Regions from separate parts of the Anas platyrhynchos genome. Here region 2 is linked to region 1. The links are chromatin contacts, called in public Hi-C maps. All regions are on one chromosome and are shown on one strand. The core of a region is the stretch at or near the end of the contact, and the rest is flanking DNA. Distances in the headings are between cores, read along the strand shown. Region 1 overlaps SYN2 (synapsin II). Region 2 overlaps LOC106015206 (a long non-coding RNA gene).

Region 1 (5,279 bases), core at 1,749-4,248:
TAGAAGTGATAGAGATCACAACGGAGGTGGAGATTCAGACTTAACTGCTGGATTAAGGATGTTTTTAAGAGCCTGGATGAGGTATTTAAAGCAGTCACTATTTCATTACACAAAGTTTGATTTATTTTAAGCATTTGAACTTGATATTCATGTAGTGTAATATTAAAAACAAAGTTCATGCAGGAAAATAAATCCTAATATTTTTAATATTGACAACAGTTAAAAAGTAGTGGAACACAATATACAGATGTTGAGAAGAGACTTTACTAAAAAATTGGTTATAAAATTTAGGATAACTTATTTTAAAATGGCTATTAGGATCCCATACCAGTAGGTGGAGTAATTACTAAGGAGGTAAGTATATTTGGTCAGTTCTTTGCTTATTTAGTATTGTCTCTGTAGAGCAGGAACAGGTAAATAGCTTGCTGGATATTTGCTAGTGATGTCTACATAAATGTTTTTGGTGGTTAGCTGGGAATATATCAATTAAATGAAAATAATTAAAACAAAACACTAATAAGTGTTTATATTTCCTAGTTTGTTTTGAAATAGTGTGCAACAACTAAACAAGTATGCCTTACAATGCCCTTTTTCAAAGGCTCTGGTGACATTTAGATAATAAGAGAAAACATACTAAGGGGCATATATTAAAGATTTAGGATTTAGGATCTGCTAACACCGACAGAAATTTGTACAAATAAAATAAAAGTTTTCAGTATGTTGCCTGATTTTTTAAATTATTTTTTATTTATTTATTTATTTTTATTCTGACTACTCTCTGTTGAATTCTTATTGCCAGCAGAGTACCTGGAAGAATACATGACTCCTGCAGATAAGCTGAACAGATAAGCTGAACAAAGCTTGATAACAGAAAGAGTTGCTCACAAAAATACTCAATAGAAAAGAAAACCAAAGAAAAAAGTCCCAGTGGCAACCTGACAGAGTCAAGCATCAGGTCCAGGATGATCAGGATAACTTAAATTTTCTGTAGGGTATAAGGCAGTAGCCTTAGTGATAATCATTTTTATATTATGGAAGACAACAAAATGATAGCTAAAACAGAAAAACATAACAAGTATTACAAGATAATACTTTTTTCACGCTTATTTTAACCAATATAAAAGTACTGTTAAAAAAAACAAAAACAAAACAAACAAACAAAAAAAACAACACTCTTTTTCTCTTCACTATGCAATAAAATAATGCTTTCATTAACTTTTTGATCATCTTCAGCCAGATGATTTTCTGATCATCTACCAATCTACCAATTGTGTTGGCAGAAGCAGACATTCTCTCTGAGAACTCTGAAATTTGATGGTGTCTACCCTGAAGGATAATTTAAACATTTAATTCTTAAGTATTGTATATGTTCTTAGTAGACTTCTGTGAGGAATAGCTTTCTTGTCCCACAGGTATTTTTTGGAGACTTCAAAAACAAATATCTTCATTCCATTATAGGGCAAAATGTAGTCTTTTCAAAATAAGAAGGAAAACATTGATCCTGTCACCATGAAACAGGCAGTACGGAGAGTCTAAGTTAGTCTCTCATTGTTTGGTCTTAGTGCTATAATTACTATCATATAAAATCCTTTTGATTTTTTATTTTTCCATATTGTTCATCTATTTTTACTATCTGATTTTTTTTTTTTTTTTATCTAACCTGAACGTGATAGAAATACCTTTTTTGGGGAGGAGGTTTTCCTTGGCCTCCTTTCTTTTCCCCACTGTGGTGGGTGTTTGCCTTTTTTGTTATCATTCTCTGTCTCCACTTGACTTTTTTTATTTGATTTCTCTGACCTTTAAATCATAACCTGTTAAGCAAAGCCATTTGGCTTTACTCTGTGTTTAACTTTCAAGGATTTTGTCCATCTCCCCAGCAGTCATCACCACAGTTTATTTTGAATAAGGACCATGTGCTAAGTAAGCACTGTGATTTTTAAACAAGGATAAGCACAAAGAGAAATCGTGGCAAAATCCAAAACAGAGCAGCTCATTTTCAAATATTCTTGACTTGTCCATAGGAAAACATAAGCATCCTCCTTTTCCCCTCACCACTTCAGTCACTAATCTAGTGTCCGATCAGTGCTCCATCTGGATAGTTGCCAGTAGAGCAAGTTTGTCCTCAGCTGCCCATAGATCATTCCCCAGTGTCTCCCTGCTCCTAGCAGAGACTCAGGAAGGTTTTCAGAGTTCAGACCAACCACTACTGATGCTTCATCTTTGTGGCTCTGTACTTGTGCTGTACCAAGAGAAGCAAGGAAAGAAGCACATGCAACCGCTGACAGACAAGTCTTATGTTCTGTTCAGATTCTGAACTTTGCTTTTAGTTGTGGTAGAGCTCAAGTGTTTAACTCTGTGACTACTTCTTTCCCAAACCACCTCCTGTTCCACTATTCTGTAACATAGATACAATCATATTAAAATATACCATGGTTTATAACACTGGCCCTGAGATAGCTCCATCTTTTTTCCTACTCTGTTTTGAAGCACAAACTTTAGTTCTAAATTGATCCAGCAATGATGGATTGTTGGATCTCCAGATGAAGTTCTGCAGATCTTAACCTCTTCCTGTTCATGAAAGGATCACTTGTCACAAAAAAAAAAAAAAAAAAAAAAATAATAATAATAATAAAAAATCTGTTTTTGGTTTTGTTTAAAGACTGGAGGAGCAGATACAGCATAGCATCAAACAAGGTCAAAATCTCTGGGTTCCAGGGTCAAAACCTTCCTTACCATTTCAAAAAACAACATAGCATTTTGACACTATCAAGCCCCGAGCAGTACTTTACCCTCTATGTATCCAGAGGTGTCTATGTACACTGAGAAAGGAAGTTTAACTTTCCTGTAACTGGACAGTCTTCAAAATATGTTGTACCTCTTTCATTTGCCTGGCCATCTATCTCTTTCTCTGGTACAAACGTGCACACACACATTTCAGTCTCAGCTGCTTTAGCACACAGGGGGAGCTCTCTCCTATCACATAGCCCACATTCCTACCTTGTCTGTGGGGAGCAATTTTTCTACTGGGAAGAACTGCCTGAAAGCTGCTGTGCAACTGCATACTTTCAGTGTTCCCTTTTCAAAAACAGAAGTTGAAATCTGGCTTCATTAAGCAAGAGTTGCAATAATATCAGATTGCATCCTTGTCCATTAGAAATACTGACTGTTTCTGGGAGGGGACCACTTAGCTTCTACAAGTGTTGCTACTTCTTCAGAAACTCTTTTTTTTTTTTTTTTTTTTTTTTTTTTGTATATTGTATATTTTTTTTGCATATTGTAAATATTAACCCAAGTAAAATTAAGCTGTATAGCTTGTTTTCTCCTCTTAGCAGTCATTTCCCGTTCCATTCAGAGGAAGATTTTACAGGTTTTGCATAGGTAGTTTGGAAAGCTGGTTGAGCAACAATAAAAGCTGGTCTAAACTTTTTAATTCTTTATCACAGCTTCAACATGAAGAAATTCTAGGCTGGCATCAGTTTTGCTGAGTATATTTTCCATATAGAGTTCCTTAGTGGAGAAGGGCAACACTGGACACTGATACCCCAAAAAAATGTACAAAGCAGGAGCCAACTCTCCTATAGCCGGCCACTTTGTACTAGACAACGTGAAAGTGGCTTCTTTTTAAGGTGAGCCTTAGGGCATCTCTCCATCATCACTGTAAGTAGGCCTGTTTCACTGCCCATCTCATTCCACAGGGAATAAATAGCAAAAACTTTGTAGTCCTGTTCAGCACCACTAGCAACACAAGGAAGCATTTATAAGTCACCTATGCCAGATTCGCCCTGTACAGGATGAGGTCTGTACCAGCAACTGGTGAGAATCCCTGCCATGCTCACTGCACACTGAAGGTATGAAACAGTGAACGGTTAGGCACTAAGGAGTTTCTTATTTTTGGATTCTCCACATCATAATGTCACTTCAACATCTCCTTGCTTTGCTAAGTAACACACTATGTGCTTATTTCCTGCCCATTTTTATTGGTTCACATAATGCTTTAGTTGAGCTTGTTTCCACTTCTTTACCACTACAACATATTCGCAAAAAGCAACCATACTGCCTTCGAGCCTCTATTTTGCTAAACTAAGCAAGACACAATTTTCCAAATTTTGTGGGTATGGACTCTTCCTTCATCTGGTAAGTTTACATTCATCCCCTTGAACAGGCGTAATGTTCCTCTCTTGTGAGGACAGAGTGTCTAGATCTCTGTCACTTTTCAAGCATTCATTTACTGTTGACAGCCTGCTTAAAGGATCTAAATTACCTCTCTGCTTTGCAGTTATGCTTCTTCTTAGTACTCCTGCTTTGTTTTACTTTTATTCTTGTTTCCTATATAAGATCAAACTCAGCCTCCATTTTGGCAATTCTCAATTGACCCCTCTATTTCCTGACCTGAACAATATGGCTTTCCCTTCAAATATTGAAATATCTTAGAAAAGCTTCTAGTATTACATTATAAAGAAAACCAAATGAAACCCAAAAACAACTATATATGCTCCAACTATAATTCACAAAATCTTCAAACTCAGCCAAATCAACATCAATTTTTGCTGGGACTCAGTTTAGCATCTCTCATGCCCAAGGGCTATTTCCCTGACAAGTTGCTGCTTTTGCTCCCACCCATTTCAGCATTTTTCAGATTATTCGAAATTCAAATATATATGAATCCAATCTGCATTTATATAAATATAAAAGACAGAAAAAGAAGTAGTACCACTGATCAAACTTTAATACATCACACTTGGAAAAACAGTCTTTTTCTGCAGTTCTACTCCCAAAAATTCTAAGGACACTATTTCAGGTGAATGTTGAAAGGAAGGAAGTGCTACAGAGACACCTACAGACACTTATCTTCTAGATAAGTAGCTGGGTTTCTGCTTTGGCTATAATTAATTTAGCCAATATTCTAAACACCACTATACAACCAAAGCATTGTTATACGCAGAGCTGAGAAATCACTACAGCGTATTTGTAGTATTCATGTGGCTTAGAGGCTTCCACAAATAAAGCTGTATTTTTTGTAATAGCTATGTAAACAGTAAATCCTCTTTGAAGAGGAGAGATTCTATAAGCAGCTCTAGATAATGTTACTATCAACAACAGCAATCCTGTCTTTTTTTGGGGGAATTTGGATGTGATGTGAAAGCTGTACTCCATAAAATGAAAACCAAAACGGCTCCTTGCCCCAGCAGTTACCACACCTCACTTAGGTAGTCCTAAATCATACTGAAAACTGTAGTTTAGTTTCTGTACTATGAATTACTGTACCATACTGTACTAGT
Region 2 (5,279 bases), core at 1,264-3,763, 140 kb after region 1:
GAAACTAACCTTAATTTATTTCTTTAATAAACAAAATTAAGATACTGCATATTAATAAAAATGAAAAGTATTCCCTTGCTGGTTTTCTTTTTTTTACTTTTTTTTTTTTTTTTAAGTTTCCCAAAACAGTCCCATATCTCTGTCAAAGTTAATGTAACTAGAATTTCCATGGGAATTTGTGTTGATCTGGGGAAACTGGAACTGGCTAATGTAAATAACTATAGCCCATCCTCCAACTACTGTTCAAATCACCTTGTGAGAGAGAAACGGGCTTTATTTAAAAGCAAGTGTCAAAATATTTCTTGTGGACTACAGCTAGCATGGGATACAAAAACTTTACAGGAACATTCTGTGGAAAACAGAGACAGAAATGAGTCTAATGACAAATCATGACTTAAGTTTCATGAAACTCTATAAAAAACCTGTTTTTTTGAGTTGTATGGAGTCCAAAATTAACAAAAAACACTACTAGGACATCTCATTCTTTTACAATTTTATGACTAACTTCCTTGAGAAGATGCAAGAAAACGCTACATAGGCAAATATTTTTACAGACTGACATTTCTGTTTCCTTTAATAAGCCTAAGAATGTAAAATACGTCTTTAAGAAGTACCTAGCCTGTTTGTTTCTGCTGAGATGGCACCGGGAATTAACTTCCCAGTCCCTTGAAAAAGTCCCCAAACATCCAGAAAACAACCACCTTTGATAACAAAACTCTCCAGCACCTTCTGCATATGGCAACTTAATTTTACTGTCAGTAGAAGCTTCACAGCATGAAAATAAGTTAATATTAGGTGTTAAATATCGGTAAATATAATATTAAATGAGTTCTCATTGTATGAATAGAATGTGTTTTATCTAATGGTACTAGGCAAACTCTAATACGACTGCTATTATGGAAGGACACAATAACACGCAAAAAGATTGAGAATACATGATTGGAAATGTTTATGATTTTAAAGGATATTTCCAAATATGTCATCACAAAGAGTTTAATTAGTCAGATAGTGAGAGCCTGTCTTTCCTTTGTAACTGTTTTTCAGTTCTACTCCTCAACCAGTGGCTAAGAAATTCTGCACCAACAGAAGCTAGCAGCTTCCCCCTAGAAAGACATACTGTTAGTTCAGAGGGACAACCACATATGAACTGGTACTAGCATCCCCAGATAGGATATTTGGCAGGAAATCATGAGCATGGCAATGTGAACAACAGGACATTCAGAGCCAGGCAATGGACAGCTGAAAACTGCACAGCAACGGCAAGAGTGTTAACATTTGAAGCAATGTATGTCTAGTTGCTCTCATTACAATTTGGAAAAGAGGGTTATATCAGACTTTTCAGAAAGCTGGTGTTGGTTTTGGACCTTAATTTGATACAGGATAACTAAGCTCAGTATCAAGAAATAGTAAGTAATGGAGTACCCCACATTAGAAGCAATGAATCAGCCACAGACAACACAAAATAGGCTATTCTCACAAAGATAGTCTTGAGCCAAAAGACTGTAAAACAGGAATGGAAATCTGAGAGATGATTTTACAAAAGGTATGGGCTTTCAGCCTCCGTAGGGCAGTATAGAGTACTGCAGTTTCTGTGGCACTTCAATGAGATCAGAAAACCTCCTGAAAGGATAAATCCTGAAAACTGCCATGAAAGTGATCTTCGGTCCTCTTAGTACTGTCCCTTGTCTCAAGGCAGGATCAACTTTACTTGAACTGTTCTTGAAATATGCTTGTCTAGCCTGCTATTAAAATTTCCAGCAATGGAAATAATCCTATCCTCCTAGGTAAAGACGGAGTTGACCTTCTCTCCTAAGTACAACATTATTTTGCAATGTAATCTAATGGTCATGCCTTCTATAACGACCTGTTTTGTCAAATTTACATTTTCTAGACTGAGTTATTTCAGTCTTTCCTCACATGTCACTCTCATCAGTCTCTTCTTGACTCTGTCCAATTGCTCTACATAAGCAGTTCTTCCAACTAGACACGCTTCAGCTGAGATTCCATCTCATGCAGAAGAACTATGAGTTACTTCATGTCTTGGATATGACACTCCTGCTTATAAATGCCAGTGTAATACCTTTTTTCACAACAATATGACATTTCTGACACATTCCCAATTTGTGATTGACTATAATCCTCAGGGTTCACTTTTCAGACCTACTGCCTAGTCATCTAGCTGCTGCCTTGTCATTGCTGTCTCATCATAAAAAGAGAAATCCAGACATTCGTGAAAGCATCTGTACAATCACTGATATTCTAAAAAAAAAAAAAAAAAATATATTGTCATGACTCGTCTTAAAGAGAGCTTGTCCTTCAGATAGCAAATATTCTGGCTGAAGAACAATCTGAACTTATAATCAGAAAAAGAAACAAGAACAGATATGTATTCTGCATGTTCAGTTGAATAAATTAGTGTGATTTAGTTAATTGACTGAATGGCGTATACTGTGGTTTCCCTCTCAAGGCTGTATGAAGATAATGAGATGTGGAGAAAAGCAACTGACCTATAGTTTTCTGATGTTTTGTCTACTTTTCACTCTAATGTACGTCTCTTTGTAATATGTCTGCACAATGAGAGAATATAGACATATCTATCCTAGATATGGTCTACTTACATATAAGACTGACTTGATTTGACAAAATTTCAAGGAATTTTGAAACCAAGTGTTATCGTTGATATTTGCTTATTTTCATGTTACCTAGAATAGTTTAGCTCACAGGTATTTTAATAGTAAAGTTCTAAGAATGAACCTGAAATTATCAGAGCGTTGCCATGTACTTTGGAGACAAGAATATAACAGGGCCCTCTGTGGTTTACCTTCAATGTTTTCTTTGTGAATCAATGTTCAAGATAAATAAGCACTCATCAGCTGGGATGTAAAGTAGATCTGCATAGGAAATAACTAAGAATACTTGCTTGGTATTCTCATGTTTTGCCCTACATTTCTTGAGTAGCCTTATAACCGTCACTCCCCTCTCTGTGCCTCATGAGTCTGTCTGTAAAATGGGAATGAAAGATGAAATACCTCATCCTAATGATGTGGTTTTACAATTTTCCATCAGTACATTCACTGATCTCCCCACTGAAAATCAGATGGACTTCCCTACTGAGAGTCTGTCCCCCACAAACCAAAATGTCTTGGTCCTTTATTGGACAGGGGTACCTCACAACGTAACCCCTGAGCAAGAAACGGTAGTTGCGCTGTAACTGCGTGTATGACGGTGAGTTTGATGAGGCCTAAACTGGTGTCGATTTCATCCAAAACACAAAAAGGGATGTTTGCTTCTTACTACCTGTTATAAGTTGCCCCCTTAATTAATTTTCAGAGAGCATTGCATTAATAATAGAAAGGAATTTACTGAGTAAGCAACAGCAAGCAAAACAGCGCTGGGCGGCCGGGGAGTCTCGGCTCCACCAACGGCACGCACCTCACCCCCCCCAGGGTCCCTTTTTATATCTCGGTAATTCCGGGATTACGCAGCACATCCTGGTATATTCTGCAACTGCGCGCACTGTTGCTAGGGGGTCATCTCTGTCCCTCTGGTGGTCGTGAAGATGAAGGCCGTAGTCTTCCTCGGCGTTGTGGTTCAACTTCTTTTTTTATTTGGTCATGTTGGCCCAGCGTGAGACAGGAAGGCAGGATGTTGATACACTAGGTTAGCAACTTATCAGGAGATGGCTACATGAGCTTTGCAGCAGTATCTCTGAACAAAAGAGGCAACTGAGATGCAGAAGGAGAGAAGGGGAGGGGGTTCTCTTTTTTCTTACATTAAGCAAAAGAATTTTCATAGTGTCTAGCCAAGCCTTATACAGCTCCTTACTTCAGCAGGGAGTTTTCACAACTCCCGTTCCTCAAACAGAACTCCTTGTTTTTATAATACAAAAGACAATGAACAAACATTTATTGTGTATTACAATCCCTCCTTTTTCTTTTAGTTACTCATTTTGTTCATTGAATCTCGGCAATGCCTGGCTACTAAGAACTAATGTTTCCTCGATTCCTTCGTTGGTACTTATTGGCTCGTATCTGGCATGTATGAGCATTAAATGTGCCGCTTCTAAATGTCCCTTTACAATCGCAATCAATTTATTAAAAATACATGGTCCAAAAGTTAGTGCTATTATTAAGAACAACAAAGGTCCTGTTATTGTTGATAATAGAGTAGGAAGCCAAGGTGAATAATTAAACCAAGATTCGTACCAGCTCTGTCGGGCTTCATCATTCTCCCATTTCCTTTTTTTTTTTTTTTTTTTTTTCAACCCTTCCCTGGGTCTTGCCATTGTATTTCTTACCACTCCAGTGTGATCAGCATACACACAGCATTCCTCTTTCAGGGCTGCACACAGCCCGCCCTGTTGTAAAAAAATACCAAATCTAATCCCCTACGATTTTGTAACACTACCTCTGAAAATGGCCTGATAGATTTTCCAGGGCCGAGATGGATTGTTCAATTTGGGTCAGGTCCTCGTCCACAGCAATGCATAAGGAAGTAAATTCTTGATTTTGTTTAACCAATGAGGCTACCCTGGTCCCCACTCCAGCTCCTCCCAGGATTATTAGGGTGGCCAAAGTTAGAGCCGTGAATGGTTCCCGTCTTTCCAGATGATGACTTTCCACTGTGTCTGGATGTACATATAATCCTCAGGGTGGTATAGAATCCTTGGTATAATTATCACCTGTATACAGAAATCACGAGACGCATTAAAGAGTTTTAGTGATAGACAAGGAGTTATGCCCACTCACAAACAAACCCACCTAGCGTTGTTGACTGGGATTAACCACTCGGCTGATTGTTTTCCATTCTCCAAGATATTACGTAGGTGACACTTCCCACTAGGAACCGTGCACACACACCTACCACCTCCAGTGACTTGTGTTAGTGTTACCCTTATGTCTTTTCCCCAACTGCATTGTAGAGGGTTGTTCTCGTTTGCGCGGGAGGGCTCCCCAGGATTCCCAATACCATCATAATATGAAGGCCTTATACTAAAGCATAATCAACAGTGTTTTGTTACATTTGGGTTTGTTTTGTTTAATAATTGGTAGCTGGCATTCATGACCCCCCCATATGTTATTCCCAGCTATGTTATCATTCTCGGCTTTACCTGAGCTCGTAGGGCTGCCGAGGGTTGGCACTGTAGTATTTTCCGCAGGCTGGATTCCCTGGACATTTTCTGACAATACCTCATTTAGTCCTACTGCCTGGGGCCTATCAGCATCCTCCTTTTTATTAGTATGAGTCCTCCCCTATCTGTTCTGTTTGTAAAATCTGAC

Evidence for each region. A called contact is a pair of places that touch in the nucleus more often than the background predicts.
Region 2: a Hi-C map of liver shows a contact between it and region 1, with 4 times the contacts expected there. The contact joins two enhancer-like sites. A contact is called at or near these places in 3 of 8 Hi-C or Micro-C datasets (F5 follicle, liver and subcutaneous adipose tissue).

Annotation. Positions count from the first base shown.
Region 1 is chr13:17,774,088-17,779,366 of IASCAAS_PekinDuck_T2T, forward strand. The region is part of intron 9 of SYN2 (synapsin II); the gene reads left to right. Among named protein-coding and RNA genes, the nearest start is that of TIMP4, 46 kb to the left of the region's middle. Within about 2 kb of position 2,999, at least 1 of the 8 cell types and tissues checked has an H3K27ac peak or open chromatin away from gene starts, as enhancers often do.
Region 2 is chr13:17,913,903-17,919,181 of IASCAAS_PekinDuck_T2T, forward strand. It overlaps LOC106015206 (a long non-coding RNA gene), which reads left to right. Exons shown (of 4, transcript XR_005269281.2): 4 at 1-5,279. Among named protein-coding and RNA genes, the nearest start is that of PPARG, 61 kb to the left of the region's middle. Within about 2 kb of position 2,514, at least 2 of the 8 cell types and tissues checked have an H3K27ac peak or open chromatin away from gene starts, as enhancers often do.